2 separate regions of the Mus musculus genome follow, and region 2 is linked to region 1. A link is a contact called in public HiChIP or PLAC-seq data. All regions are on one chromosome and are shown on one strand. Each heading gives the region's core, a stretch centred on a gene start, on an enhancer-like site or on the middle of the called end of the contact. The rest is flanking DNA. Distances are from core to core; before and after follow the strand shown. Region 1 holds the start of Mon1a (MON1 homolog A, secretory traffciking associated). Region 2 overlaps Dag1 (dystroglycan 1).

Region 1 (6,958 bases), core at 1,231-3,730:
AGAAGGAAAAAAAATCCCACCTATTGCAGTGGTACACCTGTAATCAACACTTTTGGAGGTAGAAACAGGAGGAAAAGGAGTGCAGGCCAACATTGGCTACAGGAAACCTGTCCTCAAACAAACAGATGTAGCTATAGTGGCTTGCTTCTATAGTGCCTAAGCACACACCTTAGAGATGCATGCTCACCAGCTTATCCCAGTAAATAAAGACTCTGTCATGTCTGATGGGGATTTTGTTCTTGGGAGCAAGAATGAGGACTGGGGGAAAGAACTGCTTAATCTGTAGAGTGCTCATGGGTAAAGTGCTTGTTTTTTTGTTTTGTTTTTGTTTTTGTTTTTTTAGGTTTTTCGAGACAGGGTTTCTCTGTGTAGCCCTGGCTGTCCTGGAACTCACTCTGTAGACCAGGCTGGCCTCGAACTCAGAAGTCCGCCTGCCTCTGCCTCCCAAGTGCTAGGATTAAAGGCATGCACCACCACGCCCGGCTAAGTGCTTGTTATACAAGCATGAGCAGTACCTAGGGAGATGCCAAACACAGAGGTGGGAATCTCTAACCTCAGTGTTGGGGCTACAGAGACAGGTGGATCTCTGGAGCTTGCTGGCCAAGGCAGTCTAGTCAACCAGTGAACTCCAGGCTCCATGAGACCTAAAAGTGGGACAATGTCAAGGAAGTTTTAGTTTCCTTCTGCTGCTGTGCTAGAACATTCTGACCAAAGGCAACTGAGGGGAGGAGAGGACTGATTTCAGCTCACAGGCCACAGTTGATCCTTAAGGAAACTCAGCACAGGAACTTTTGAAGCAGAAACCAGGAAGGAACCCATGTTGCTTGCTGGCTCACTCAAGCTGAGTAGCCCAGGACCACCTGCCCAGGGAATAACACTAATTGCAATGAGCTGGGCACTCCTGCATCAATTAACAACTGAAACAATTCCCCACAGACACTGTGTCAAGTTGAGAACTGAAGCTGATTAGAACAACACCCAACGTAAGATGTGCACACACACCCCTGCACATATTCCCATACATATTTGCACATACATGAACACAGAACATACATATGCACACAAAAGAAGACCTCGAACTCAGAAATCTGCCTGCCTCTGCCTCCCAAGTGCTGGGATTAAAGGGGTGAGCCATCACCGCCCTGCTCAAAAATTCTTACTTTAGACTCGTATAGTGAAATAATATGAAATGAAGTATATAGGGAAAACTTGTATAAATTATATTTGCTTCAAGGTAGGAACCTGGAAGCCAGAGCAAGCAAAGAGAGGAAATCCTGAAAGACCTATGGAGACTTGGAGAAGTTCCACTCCCCTTCTCAGTCTCCACTGCAAAGGAACGAACTCCCTCTCACATGGGACGCTTCCCTTACCCAGCATTTAAGGGTCTGGTAACCCTGTGGAAACTATCTCCAGGAAAAGGTCACAGGTTGTCATCATGTCAGTCACACATATGCCAGTATTATGGAGCCAGATTTCAAATTTGCATGGGAGAGAGGGAGGGAGGGAGAGAGAGAGAGAAAGAGAGAGAGAGAGCACACATATGCCAGTATTATGGAGCCAGATTTCAAATTCGCATGGGAGAGAGGGAGGGAGGGAGGGAGAGAGAGAGAGAGAGAGAGAGAGAGAGAGAGAGAGAGAGAGAAGAGAAGAGAGAGAAGAGAGAGATCCCCAACTTCTCCGACCTCCTTAGGGAGCCTGTCAAACTGCAAGGAAAAGTCAGAGGTTTTTGACTTTGTCCTTTATCTCAGAACTATTGGGATGACTAACCATGAAGCTTGAAAAGTAAGCAAATTGCTTCAGATAAAATATAAGTAATACTAGCCATTCCCTAATTTTGCTTCTTCAAACTATTCACCAGAAATAAGGGCTGCTGGGAAAACTTGTTTTCCTGTTTTTATTACTTTGTGTCTAGGAAATTATAAGCAGTGGTTCCTTGCCCTTAGAAATCACCCAGGAGCTTTTTCAAACAACTCCGATGCCTCGTACCTCACATTCATCCCATTAAGTAAAAATCTATAGGATAGTGTCCAGGCATTAATGTTTTTTTAAAAGCTCCCCGGGTCAGTTTATGTGAATTGTTGAGAATTGTGCTTTCTATTGCCTTAAAATAATATACTGTGACCAGACTTAAGGTCTTTTTAAGCAACAATTTTTGAGTCTTTTCAACACGTCCGCGTCTTGTACAGTCTATGTGGTTGTGCTCACTAGTGGCATTTATCCAGCTCCCTAAACTTATCATCTTTCCATGATCGGTGGGGAAATACTGACGTTCGTTCTGGTCCCTTAAAGTAAACATCTAGTGGGTGTTTGGGGGGAAGGGTAGAGGACCCGCCTCTAAGACACGGAAGAAGGCGGTGCCAGGTGAGGCAACCCGGGTCCTAGGTCAGACCCCGCCTCTGGCATCGCCAGGCTCGGGAGCCCGGAACCGCTCCCGCAGCTTTAAGGCTGCGGAGAGTTACGGACTACATTTCCCACAATGCACACAGGGGCGGGCTGGGGCTGGCCAAGAGGCTGGAACCGGGCCTCCGCCACCAGAGGCCGGTGAAAGCTGTCTTCCTGCGCCGGTGGCCGGTTAAGGGTCGGCAGGAGAGATCGGTTCCTCCGCTGTGGCCATGTCTGTATCCTCCAGGGGCGGTAGCCCCGCGAAGTTGCACTCTGAGGCCAGGCACTGCTGGACACTTATATCTCCCCAGGGGTCTGGCAGAGGGCAGTGACTGGTACCCTCGGTAGGTCCTGTGTTTCCCCAAGAAACAGGTGAGTTCGACTGCTAACCCACGTGGCCTGGGGGCGGCGAGAGGCGGGCAAGCTGTCATCTTTAGAGGGAGGGGCTTGAAAACTAGGGGGGGGGGGTGTCCCGGCCATCTACTGCCCCGATAGGGGTACTGCGGCTCTTTGGGGTCCTTTAGCCGGCTGGTCCCAGCTAGGCACTAAGAAAGATGAGGCGAGAACTCATCCTTTGGCCGGGAGAGCAATGTCCCATAGGCAGCAGACACCAACCCCCAATTCGGACATATTCGGCCCACAGAGTTCTCTTTAAAAGGAGGATGGTGGAGCGAGGCAGGCAGGTCTGAAAGGGTGAGCCAACCCTTTCTAGGTAGAGTTTGCTTGGGAACTGTGAGCAGCCTTTGTCAGGAAGGGGAGTGGCCTCTAGAGGTGACAAGGAACTAGGCTCATTGTAGATCCTGGAGGCATCCTGCTGAAGCAGCCACATCACAGTCCCAATTGAGCCCTGACTGTCAGACTTTCTGAGTCGTCCTCCCAAGTGGACCAAAGGGGTCAAGATCAAATTTGAAGCGCTGTTAGAACAGGAAAAAAGATCAAGGTTGTTTGAAGCTAGTAAGGAGGGGCTTTTGCAAGACCCTCCTCTCTCAGGAGCAATCTGAAGGAGGGAGGCGCATTGGAAGGAGGGACAGCATCAGCTTTTTGTTTGTTTGTTTGTTTTTGTTCTTGGTGATTTTGTTCATAGGCTCTGCTAGAGGCTTCTAGGAAAAGTTGCATGCCCTGGGAGCACTTAGAGGAACTGCCTAAAAAGTGTTCCTGTAGAGACCACTGGAGCTGTTCTCAGACACCTCCCTTGCATAACGGCTCAGGACCAGCTTTTCCAGGAGCACTTGCTGCAGAAATCAAAGTCTATTGGAGGTGGGAGGTGGGCTTTATCTGCTCCACTCAGCCTTCTTGCCTGAGTGTGTGGGTATCCAGAAAACGGTTCGCTTCACCAGGCCTTCTGGTTGGAACCCCAGACTGACCTTGGAGAGGATAAAAATGCTATATGATCTCACATAGAAGGAGAACTTTTGTGGAAAAAAAAAAAAAAAAAAGCACCGGCTAGCTCTAGACAGCTGGCCCTGCTCCGTTCCCTGTGCAGGTCCTATGCTGGGGACACTCAGGAACACTGGATTTATTTAACCCTCAGAAGCACAAAAAGTGTCCTGAAGGAGCATGTTGTCAGGACGGCATAGCTGGTGTAGAACTTGTTTGGAGTTTGAAGGCAGAAGTACAAAGCCACAGAGAGGGCATTGTGCAGACCTAGGAGGTAGATAAATTTGGGAGAGATAGCTAGAAGCAGCTGAGAACTGGCAACCTGGCTCTGCAACTGCAGAGAAGGTAAGAACAGCTTGCTTGATACCGGGGAGGCTGAGGCCCGTGGCTCTTTGACCTGATGTCCTGGGGCAGGGGAGAGGGGGTCAGAAGGAGGGGTCCCTCAAACTAGAGCTCATGCTTCCTGAGGTCAGAAGTATGTTTGATCAGGTCATTCCTCAGGCCCTGGCTGACTGAGAAATCTTCTAAAGGATTGATTGGCAGGACAGAGACCACTGGACCTGTGTGTAAATGCAGTCTGAGTGCTAAGAATAACCACAATGTGCTAATAGCTTCAGCTGAGTATAGGGTATGCTTACTCTGTATAGCCAGGCCACATGTATTATCTCATTTAATCTTCCCACCCCATACATCATTCCTGGCTGTTTGCAGCCATTCGGTACCATTTTATAAGTAAGAAAACGGACCAGTAAAACCAGTTCCTCCAACTGCAGAGCTGCTTTTCCTGACTACTTCCAAGGACAAGCTGTCTCCACAGGCAAGAGTTTTCTTGCCTGACCCCAGGTACACTTGAACTGGGTGTTCTTCACACACCTTTTCTTTTCTTTATCCTCCAAAGATGTGTTAAATGCCGATTTAATTCCTCCTGCACATGTCTAATGTAGCAGGCCACAGAGTGACCTTCAATCTAGGGAAAGAAAAGCCCTGGTGAGCAGATATACTGCTGATAAGGTATTCCGACAGCAGCATGAAGTGAGGGAGTGAGTCACTGTGCTAGCCTAGGAAGAGACTTAGGGTGTAGGTAGACTGAGGGCAAAGGTCAAGTGAAGAGTTCCGGCTACGCTGGGCTGATGTAGAAAGGGGGCAGGAAGAAAGGGTAGAAAATAAGCTCCGAGAAATGAAGGAGAAGGGATCAACTGAGGGGCCTGGTGTGCCGTTGGGGGAAGTGACTTTCTTGCTAAGTGAGGTAGTAGTAGTGAGCAGAGGAAGGGCCTGACCCGACCTACCTTTCAGAGGCTCACCTCGATTACAAAGGCCGACCTGCTGGGACACATTACTACTGGTTAGGAGGTTGTGACAATTATTTGCTAGGGGGATAATAGCGGCTTAGACCCACCAGGTAATCAGGGAAGAGATAAGAAATGGTCAACTATTGAACCCGGTGTGCTGGGTGGTGGTGGAGGCATTCCCCTTTGATCCCAGCACTCAGGAGGCAGAGACAAGTGACTCTCTTGAGTTTAAAGATAACTTGGTCTACATAGTGAGTGCCATGACAGCCAGAGCTACACAGAGAAACCATGTCTCAAAACAAAACAAAATAAAAAAGTAATAGTCAACTATTGGATATAGACATTTACAACTTTGATGAGTTATTCTGGGAAAGTTGGTCAAAATATCAGGAACCTCTTATTGTCTCCCTCCCACTATTATTTACTTATTTTTAAGATTTTAATTTTATTTATTTTGATTATGTGTGAATGTTGGAGGAGGAAGTGGCATATGTGTGTGCAGTGCCTGCAGTGGCCAGAAGAGGGCACTGGGTCCACTGGAGCTGGAGTTCTAGGCATCTGTGAGCTGCCTAACCAGGGTGCTAGGTATCAAAAACCCAGTCTTCTCTAAGAGTACATACTCTGATCTAAACCGCTCAGCCATCTCTCCAGCCCCTATTTGTTGTGTTTTATGAGACAGAGTCTCATATATCCCAGGTTGGCTTCAAACTCATTACATAGCTGAAGGAATTGAACTTGTGATCTTCTTGCTCCCGTCTCCTAAGCGTTGAGATCACCCACATCTGTTTGTTTATTTGTGTATGTGAATGTGTGTATATATGTGTGTCTAGGTGCCTGAGGAGGCCAAAAAAGAGCATTGGGTACCCTGTGAGCTGGAGTTACAGGTTGTTGTGAGCTCCCCCCTCCCCCAACATGGGTCCTGGGAAATGAGCTGTGATCCTCTGCCAAAGCAGCAAATAAATAAATAAAAATAAAATGAAATAAAATAAAATAAAATAAAATAAAAATTCTTAGCCACCAAAGCTATCACTCCAGGCCTATCCATGGCTCTGTCTGTGTGTGTGTGTGTGTGTGTGTGTATGTATGTATGTATACATGAACGTGTGCACATATTGAGGCCATAGGTCAACTTAAAATATAATTTTTCAGGTGTTGTCCACCTTGCTTATTTGCTTTTAAACTTTTTCTTTTTAAATTTGGGGTGGATGTGAAGGTCAGAAAATGACTCACGGGAGTTCTAGGGATCAAACTCAAGTTGTTAAGTTTGGCTACAAGCGTCTTTACCTGGTGATCTAGCTGGCTGGCCCAACATTGGTTTTGGTTTTGATTTCTTTGTTTTGCTTTATTTTTTTGTTTTTGAGACAGGGTTTCTCTGTGTAGCTTTGGCTGCCCTGGAACTCTATAGACCAGGCTGGCCTTGAACTCACAGGGATCCTCCTGCCTCTGCCTCTTAAATGCTAGGATTAAAGGCGTGTGCTACCTCTCCCTTGCCCAACCTTGGTTTTTGAAGATAAGGTCTCTCGTTGGTCTGGAACTCATTTTGTAAGGCTACTTTGGCCTTAGTGAGCTCCAGGGATCTAGCTGTCTCCACTTCTCCAGCACTGAGATTATACGGGTGCACCATGCCAAGCTTTTTACAGGGGTTCTTGGGATTCAACTGGGTTCTCATGCTCACAAGGTAAGCATTTAACAACTGGGCTATCTCCCCAGTCCCATACATGATATTATATAGTGCAGGGTTCAAACCCAGAACTGTATGTGTTATAGGCCAGCACTCCTTCAACTAAATTACATACCTAGCCCCCAGTTTTGTTTTTATTGAGACCACGTAGCATTCACTGTAGCTCTGGATGGTCAAAGCCATGGCTGGTGCTGACACCCTTAAGTGCTGGGGCTATAGCTATGCCCCA
Region 2 (6,958 bases), core at 1,643-4,142, 330 kb after region 1:
ACAGACTATGATTTACAGAGAATGGAGTCCAGAGGGAAAAGCTCACCCACACTAAAAGGAAAGGAGCAACAGATTCACCTCTTCCAGGTAAGACTGGCATGGAATCTGCGGCTGTTCAACCTAGAAGGCTGGGTTTGTATGTCAGAAAGGCCACACCAGACTTTGTGAAAGTTTCAACTGAGAGCCGAAAGTGGAAGTGCTGCTGGGCTGTGGCTGGAGACGGCTCAGTGGTGAAGAGCACTGGGTGCTCTTCTAGAGGGCTTGGTTCTCAGCACCCAAATGAGAGCTCACAACCATGTGTAACCCCAGTTCCAAGGAATGCACATCCTCTTCTGACTTCAGTGGCACACACAATTTAAAAAAGAAAGAAAAAGCTGTTGCTGGGAGCTTTCCCAGCCTGGGCCTTAAAGGAGGAATGGCTCAGGTGGGAGTCACGGCTCAGTGAGTCTGACAGCTTCTGATCTCTGCAGGTGGCAGGCACACATGTGGTATTCATACATACATGTGAGTGCTCGAGCCAGCCCAGTCTCAATAGATAAATCAGTAAGATACAACAAAAGAGGAAAAGGCATCGAGTATCAGAACTAAGTGGAAGAGGGGGCCTCTTCCTTCCTCAGCTGTGCTTGCATGCAGTCTCACCTTGATGATCTCCCCACTGGAGGCAATTAAATCCGTTGGAATGCTCACTCGAAATGAGCGCCCGACAACAGCCGTACCGTCTGGAATGCCAACCACGGTGGGAACAGCCTCCTGGAAGTCGGAGAGAACTGAGTGCATGGACGCCTCAAGCTGGTTCTTCCAGTCCCTCACAGCCTCTGAGGGTTCACTGGGCCAGTGGGCCTGAGCCACAGCCACAGACAGGAGGAGGAGAAAGGTCTGTCCCCAGAGGGGGTGCAGTAGCCAGTTGTCCACAGACATCCTCACCCAGGCTAGTGTTTGTTCAAGCCACCAGTTGCTAAGGAAGAAAGCAAATGATGTGGTCCCAGGGTTGGATCCTCACCCTCTGCACAGCTGTTCCATCCTAGAGCACCCAGAGCCTACAAGAGAAGAACAGATTCAAACATTCAAACCATGTTGGCGGCTTTGAGACTGTACACTTCCCCAGTGTTCTGCCAAGACATTCTGCCCTAACTAGAGCCTCTTACTCCTGTGTCCTTCAGCAGCTACTTAGCGATGGAAACTGATGGAAACTGATTGGTCTAGTAAGTGTAAAATAACACTGAAGTTTGAAATTTTATATAAAAACAAAACGTAAAATACCTCATTAGTAATTTAAAGGGAAGGCTGAAGAGATGGCTTAGTGGTTAAGAGCACTTGCTGCTCTTCCAGAGGACCCAGGTTCAATTCTCAGCACCCACATGGTGGCTCACAACTGTCTGTAACTCCAGTTCCAGGGAATCTGACCCCCTCACACAGACATGCATATAAGCAAAACCAGTGCATATAAAATAAGTGAATATATCATCGAAAAGTAACTTAAAGGGATAATACATATTGAAACTATAGCGTATTAAATCACTCACATTACTAAATGAACAAAAAAATTCTGTAAAATACAAATAGGTGGAATTAAGTCCAACTGTTTGTTTTGTTGTGAGAGGGAACTCTAAATGAATGACATTAGCTGACATTCTGCCTCTAAGCAGCCCGCCCCTAGAGGAATGCTAGAGACCTTTCTGAGCCACATTCCCAGCCCAGTAAAGCTACAAACACACGCCTAAAACACCACACTCAACTTCTCCTTTTCTTTCTTTCTTTTTTCCTTTTATCTTTATTAATTTTATTTTATTTTAGGTTTTTGAGACAGGGTCTCCCTATGTAGCCCTGGTTGCCCTAGAACCCATTCTGTAAACCAGGCCAGCCTAGCACTCACCTGTTTCTGCCTCCAGAGTGCTGAGATCTAAGGAGTACGCCAGCACACCCAGCTGAGTTATTTTCTATGTATGAATGGTTTGCCTGCATGTATGTGCACCACGTGTATGCCTGTGTCCTCAAAGGTCAGAAAACGTTTCAGATCCCCTGGAGCCGTACTTATGGATAATTTTAAGCTGCCATATGAGTGACAGGAATTGAACCCAGGTCATTTGCAAGAGCTACAAATAAATGCTTTAAATCACTAAGCCATCTCTCTAGACTCTCCAAATTTTCTTAGATCAATCATAAAAATATGGAAGAATGATAACGTTGACAAATCTGCATACTCAGGTATGTATGACATTAGCGTGTTTTCTACTGAATCATGTGATATGAAATAAATCTTAAGCAGGGTGTGGTGGCACACACTTGGGCCTGTAAATCCTAGCACTCAGGAGGCAGAAGGAAAAGGAAGGAGAACGACCAGCAGATTAGCCAGGGCTCTACAGCAAGACTCTGTCTCAAAGAACAAAGCAAGGGCCAGCGAGATGCCGCTGAGTAAAGATTCACACCACCAAGCCTAATAACCTGAGTTCAATCGCTAGAACCCATATGGCAGGAGAGAGAAGAAAGAACTGGTTCCCACAGTTGTCCTACTGTACACACGCACACGCGCACGCACACGCACACACACAAGGGGGGGTAGTATGGGCATTAATTACTTAATTGCAAAACATGGTGACACAGGCCTGGAATCCTAGCCCTGGGAAGTGAAGCCAGGAGGACCAGAAATACAAGTATCCTGGACTCTATAGGGAGTTGGAGACCAGTTTTATAACTTTTGGATTTGAATTCTGTTCCCATGAGTGTTGGGGAAATTTTGAAATGGTAACTAAAACCCAAACTCCCATCGGTATCTGGAGACTCTGCCCTATTTATTCCACTACTTGTCTGTTCCCCACTCTCCCTCCCTAGCCTGCCCAGCTGCTGGGCTGAGTGTGGTTCAGCAGTGAAGTTCCTGTCGAGCATGTGGAAAGCCTGTGCTCAACTCCTGGAAGCACGGAAGGGGTACATTTCAGTACTAGGCGTTCACCTAATGGATGCACAGGAGGGTGTGGGCCTTTTCATTTTTACTACTTTTTTTTTCTAATATAGTTCATTTACTTTTCCATCTAATCTACTAGGTCCAGTAGATCTTTTACTTCCCCAGCCTGACTCTCAATTTTAAATCTTAGCTTATTTGGAAACAGCACTAGTTATAAGACAAACCCTACCCCACTAAAAGCATGAGCTTAGTCCTACTATCTGTGGTCACATGTCACATGGGGTGTCTGTTTCACAGGCATGACTAACAGCTCTGCATTTAGCAGTCAGGCAATGTCCAGGGCACAACTCCAACTACTATGTGCTGGTTTTCCATGCTCTGGGGAGAAAAGACAGTTTCTGCTACTTGGCTAAAAGCAGCCCGAATATCTTTCTGATGCTGGCTTTCTATAAGCAAGAATCATGCCTGCTTATGCTAGAAGCCTTGTAAATTATATCTACATGCCTATATTAAGCTGTCCCTCTGGGACAAATTTTAATTTTTATGATTTCTTTACTGGGGAGAGGGTGCATGTCACAGCAGGCATACTGAAGTCAAAGGATAACTTTTGGGGTCTCCTTTTATCACATGGATCTTAGGATTCATAATTCATCAGGATTGGCACCAAGTGCCTTTACCCATTAAGCCATCTGACTAGCTCTGGAAAATTTTTGTACAAGTCTCAAATGCTCACTCTTGGTCACCAGAGTGACCTTCTGGCAGGGATCAAAACCCAAAGAACAGTACAAATTCAATCACTGCTGTATAAAGCTGGGTGGCTACAATCTGTTAGGAGAAAGGGCACAGTGCTCCTGACGAGGCACACACAGTTAACACTTCATATACATGTACACCTTCTGTGACACCAGGACTCATGGCGGATCCTCTGAATGGATCGCACCTGCCCTCACTCACTGCTGTCAGAGCTCTCCTGAGAGATGAGCAGTGTGGTGCCGACAGGGATGCAGGGCAGTGCACACAAATCTGCGCTCCCAGGGATGCCCTATGCCAGCAAAATACAATTGCATCAAAACAGGCCCTCTTGGAGCTTAACAAACACCTTGGCTCTCTGAACAACATGTCTAGTGGCCCTGGTACACAGGGTAAAAGATAAGTTTGTCTGACAGCAGCCTTAGACACTCTCTATCCCCATAGACCAGAGAAACTTGGAAGGTATTAGAAGAGCTGAAGAAGCCAAATAAATATGGGTGACACAGGCCTAAAATCTTAGCAGCAGAGAAGCTAAGACATGAGGATTTCAAACTTCATCTCTCAGGAGAGCTCTGACAGCAGTGAGTGAGGGCAAGTGCGGTCCATTCAGAGGATCGGCCATGAGTCCTGGTGTCACAGAAGGTGTACATGTATATGAAGTGTTAACTGTGTGTGCCTCGTCAGGAGCACTGTGCCCTTTCTCCTAACAGATTGTAGCCACCCAGCTTGGGCAACCTAGCAAATTCAAGGCCAGGAGGGTTACAACAGGGAGACTTTGCACCCCAAAATGTTTAACTAATTAAATGTGTTAGAGGTTTGGATGGGTGGTACACACCTAAATTCCACTACTCACATGGCCAGATTGGACTACAAAAAAGTGTTGGTGCCTACAGAACCTGGAAAAGACTGAGCCTTCTTTCTCTGACAGCAGTGTAGGAGCAGCCTCTCAGGCTGCTCAGGACTTCCCTGAGAGCTGGGAGACTCCCCCACCTCACTGCTGAGCCAAGCATACAGTAAGCATCTAACAGCCACATCTTCGCCTGAAGGTAGAAGAGTATTTGAAGACAAGACTTCCACCAAGCTCTTGGGAAGTCTGCAGTAATCTATCAGATAGATGCCTTTAATCTAAAAATGGAAGTCTCAAATGGGCAGAAGCAAAGTGACATTTCATAAGTACCTAAAAGGTAACCCAAAATATCAAAAGTTGCCTTGGAAGTAGAAATTATACATCAGCCATTTGATACATGGGGACTCAAAATCACTATGCTGTGTCTGGCAAGGACTCCAGTCAGCTGAGGCAGAATGAATGCAGCAGGAAAGGGGCCTTCTAACCTTTCCTATCACCTATACAGAGCCCTACTTAGACATAACTGAAGCATGTCACCTGCTGGGAGGGACAAGTAGGTGCCAGTGTGGCACCAAGCCCTTATGACCCTATTATGTTCAGAAAGCTTGAGTTCCTGAGAAGGAGAGAGTCTTATTCCCACAGACCTGGGCCCTGGGACAAAGGCAGCTCTGGACCACTCTGGTGCCTCCCCACATGTAATGTGTGCCTGTGCTCCTGGGGGACTCAGTTAGTGCTTCACTCAGTGAGTTCAAAAATTAAATGCACATATGATATATTCAGTCCACAATAACCAAAACTCCAGGAATAAAACTTTTACCTATCTTAACCTAAAAACTCTTTAAAGAGCAGCTATAAGTTTTCACTCTCTAAGAATAAAGGAAAAGTTGTGAGATTCAACTCCTTGTTAACCACACTCTACTTACTTCACACACTGCTAGAATGGAGGGGAACACTCACCAGCTCTGCTACCTTAAAGCCTTACTGACACTGTCAGACATCTACTGTTCACTCTTGTAATTAAAACATTTAAGGAAAATGAGATTTTCCTCTTAAAACACAATTAAAATAATGAAGTCCTATGTCTCTGTTTTAAATGGTCTTGGGAAAATTAAAAAGAAATTTTAATTAAAACAATCACTTTAGGGTACACCTAACAAAAAGGCTTTTTTAGTCCACATACACAAAAGTTATAATTCAATACTGTGAGTTCAATATTAACACAAAACCTCTGTAAAGTTAACCAGTTTAAAGCAGTTCAATCTAAAGGGCAAACAGGGTATCTAAACACAACGAAACCCAATGCTGTGAAATTTATTTGGACTCCAAATATGAAAAAGACAAGCGGACTTTCTGCTTCCAGTCTTTAAAAGGTCTTTTGTACTCTGTAACACAGATAAAGAAAGCTGCTGGTGAGAATTTCAAGTCTCACCTAAGAACTGTTCTTCACTCTGGAAGCACCAGGGTTTCTCTGCCATGGAGACCTGGCATGATATTGGTAAGAGATGATTTCAAGCCATGGGGAGGAACAACCAGGCCCAGTCAGTCAAAAGCAGCCAGGGCCACATAAACAGACTTAAGGGTAAAAATCTGTGGGAGAGAAAGTTGCCACCTCTGAGAAGTAAGCGCACCTATCCTGTCTATCAACAAGGAAAGCTACTTTAAAAGCTTCTCTCATTTAGAAAACTTCTTGTAAATCCTCACTTATCACAGGTACCAAGGAAAGCTACAGTGGGCAGTGATTTCTGCTGATGGTGGCTTGATTTTTTTTCCAATCATCACAGAAATGAAGCAAAGACCTCAACCTTTACACACACACACACACACACACACACACACACACACACACACACACACACACAGGTGAAAACATGTGCTAGAGAAGGGGGAAGAATACAGTTGAAAGTCCAGAACTAAACAGCTTTTCTCTACTAGACCCTGGTCTGTAATCCAAGCTGACTTTGAATACCCTGTGTGGGAGGCTCACTGAGCAATTCCACACTCCATTACACTCCACATGCAGTGGTTAAATATTATTCACTATTAAGTCACACTTAAAAACTGTTCACATGATGAATTTTATGGCATGGATTTTATGGCATGAATTTCTCTCCTATTTTGTTATTTCGGAGACAGGATATTGTGCCCAAATTGACCTCAAACCCTCTAGTGGGTACTGGCCTTGAACTCCTGGTTCTCCTGCCTCCATGGCATGTACAATTATGCCCAACTTATGCAGTTTTTTTTTAAACAAGATTCATTTTAACTCCTCCCTGCAATCCCAATATTTAGGAGGCTAAGGCCAGGAAATTGAAAAGAATTGAAGTCTCAACTTTATAGTGAGATCCCATCTCCAAAAGTAGTTTTGGGTTGTTTATTTTAGAGCCAGGCCTATAATCCTAGCTACTCAAGAGGCTGAGGTAGGTGGAATACAAGGTCAAGGCCTGCCCAGGCAACTTAATAAG

The links. HiChIP or PLAC-seq counts read pairs in DNA pulled down with a chosen protein or histone mark.
Region 2: a contact with region 1 is called in an H3K4me3 HiChIP or PLAC-seq map of bone marrow-derived macrophages, with 2.8 times the contacts expected there. The contact joins the enhancer-like site here to the promoter of Mon1a in region 1. A contact is called at or near these places in 2 of 39 promoter capture datasets (the C10 cell line and hippocampal neurons), 1 of 484 Hi-C or Micro-C datasets (3T3-L1-derived adipocytes), 3 of 115 datasets of contacts at active chromatin or transcription factors (bone marrow-derived macrophages, embryonic limb bud and large pre-B cells) and 1 of 9 other capture datasets (macrophages).

The regions. Positions count from the first base shown.
Region 1 is chr9:107,885,649-107,892,606 of GRCm38.p6, forward strand. It overlaps Mon1a (MON1 homolog A, secretory traffciking associated), which reads left to right and starts at 2,481. Exons shown (of 6, transcript NM_028369.3): 1 at 2,481-2,754.
Region 2 is chr9:108,217,374-108,224,331 of GRCm38.p6, forward strand. It overlaps Dag1 (dystroglycan 1), which reads right to left. Exons shown (of 4, transcript NM_001276482.1): 3 at 640-1,037. The coding sequence starts at 918. Among named protein-coding and RNA genes, the nearest start is that of Bsn, 30 kb to the left of the region's middle. Within about 2 kb of position 2,893, at least 82 of the 459 cell types and tissues checked have an H3K27ac peak or open chromatin away from gene starts, as enhancers often do. A contact at or near this core is called in 3T3-L1-derived adipocytes and bone marrow-derived macrophages, where this site is marked.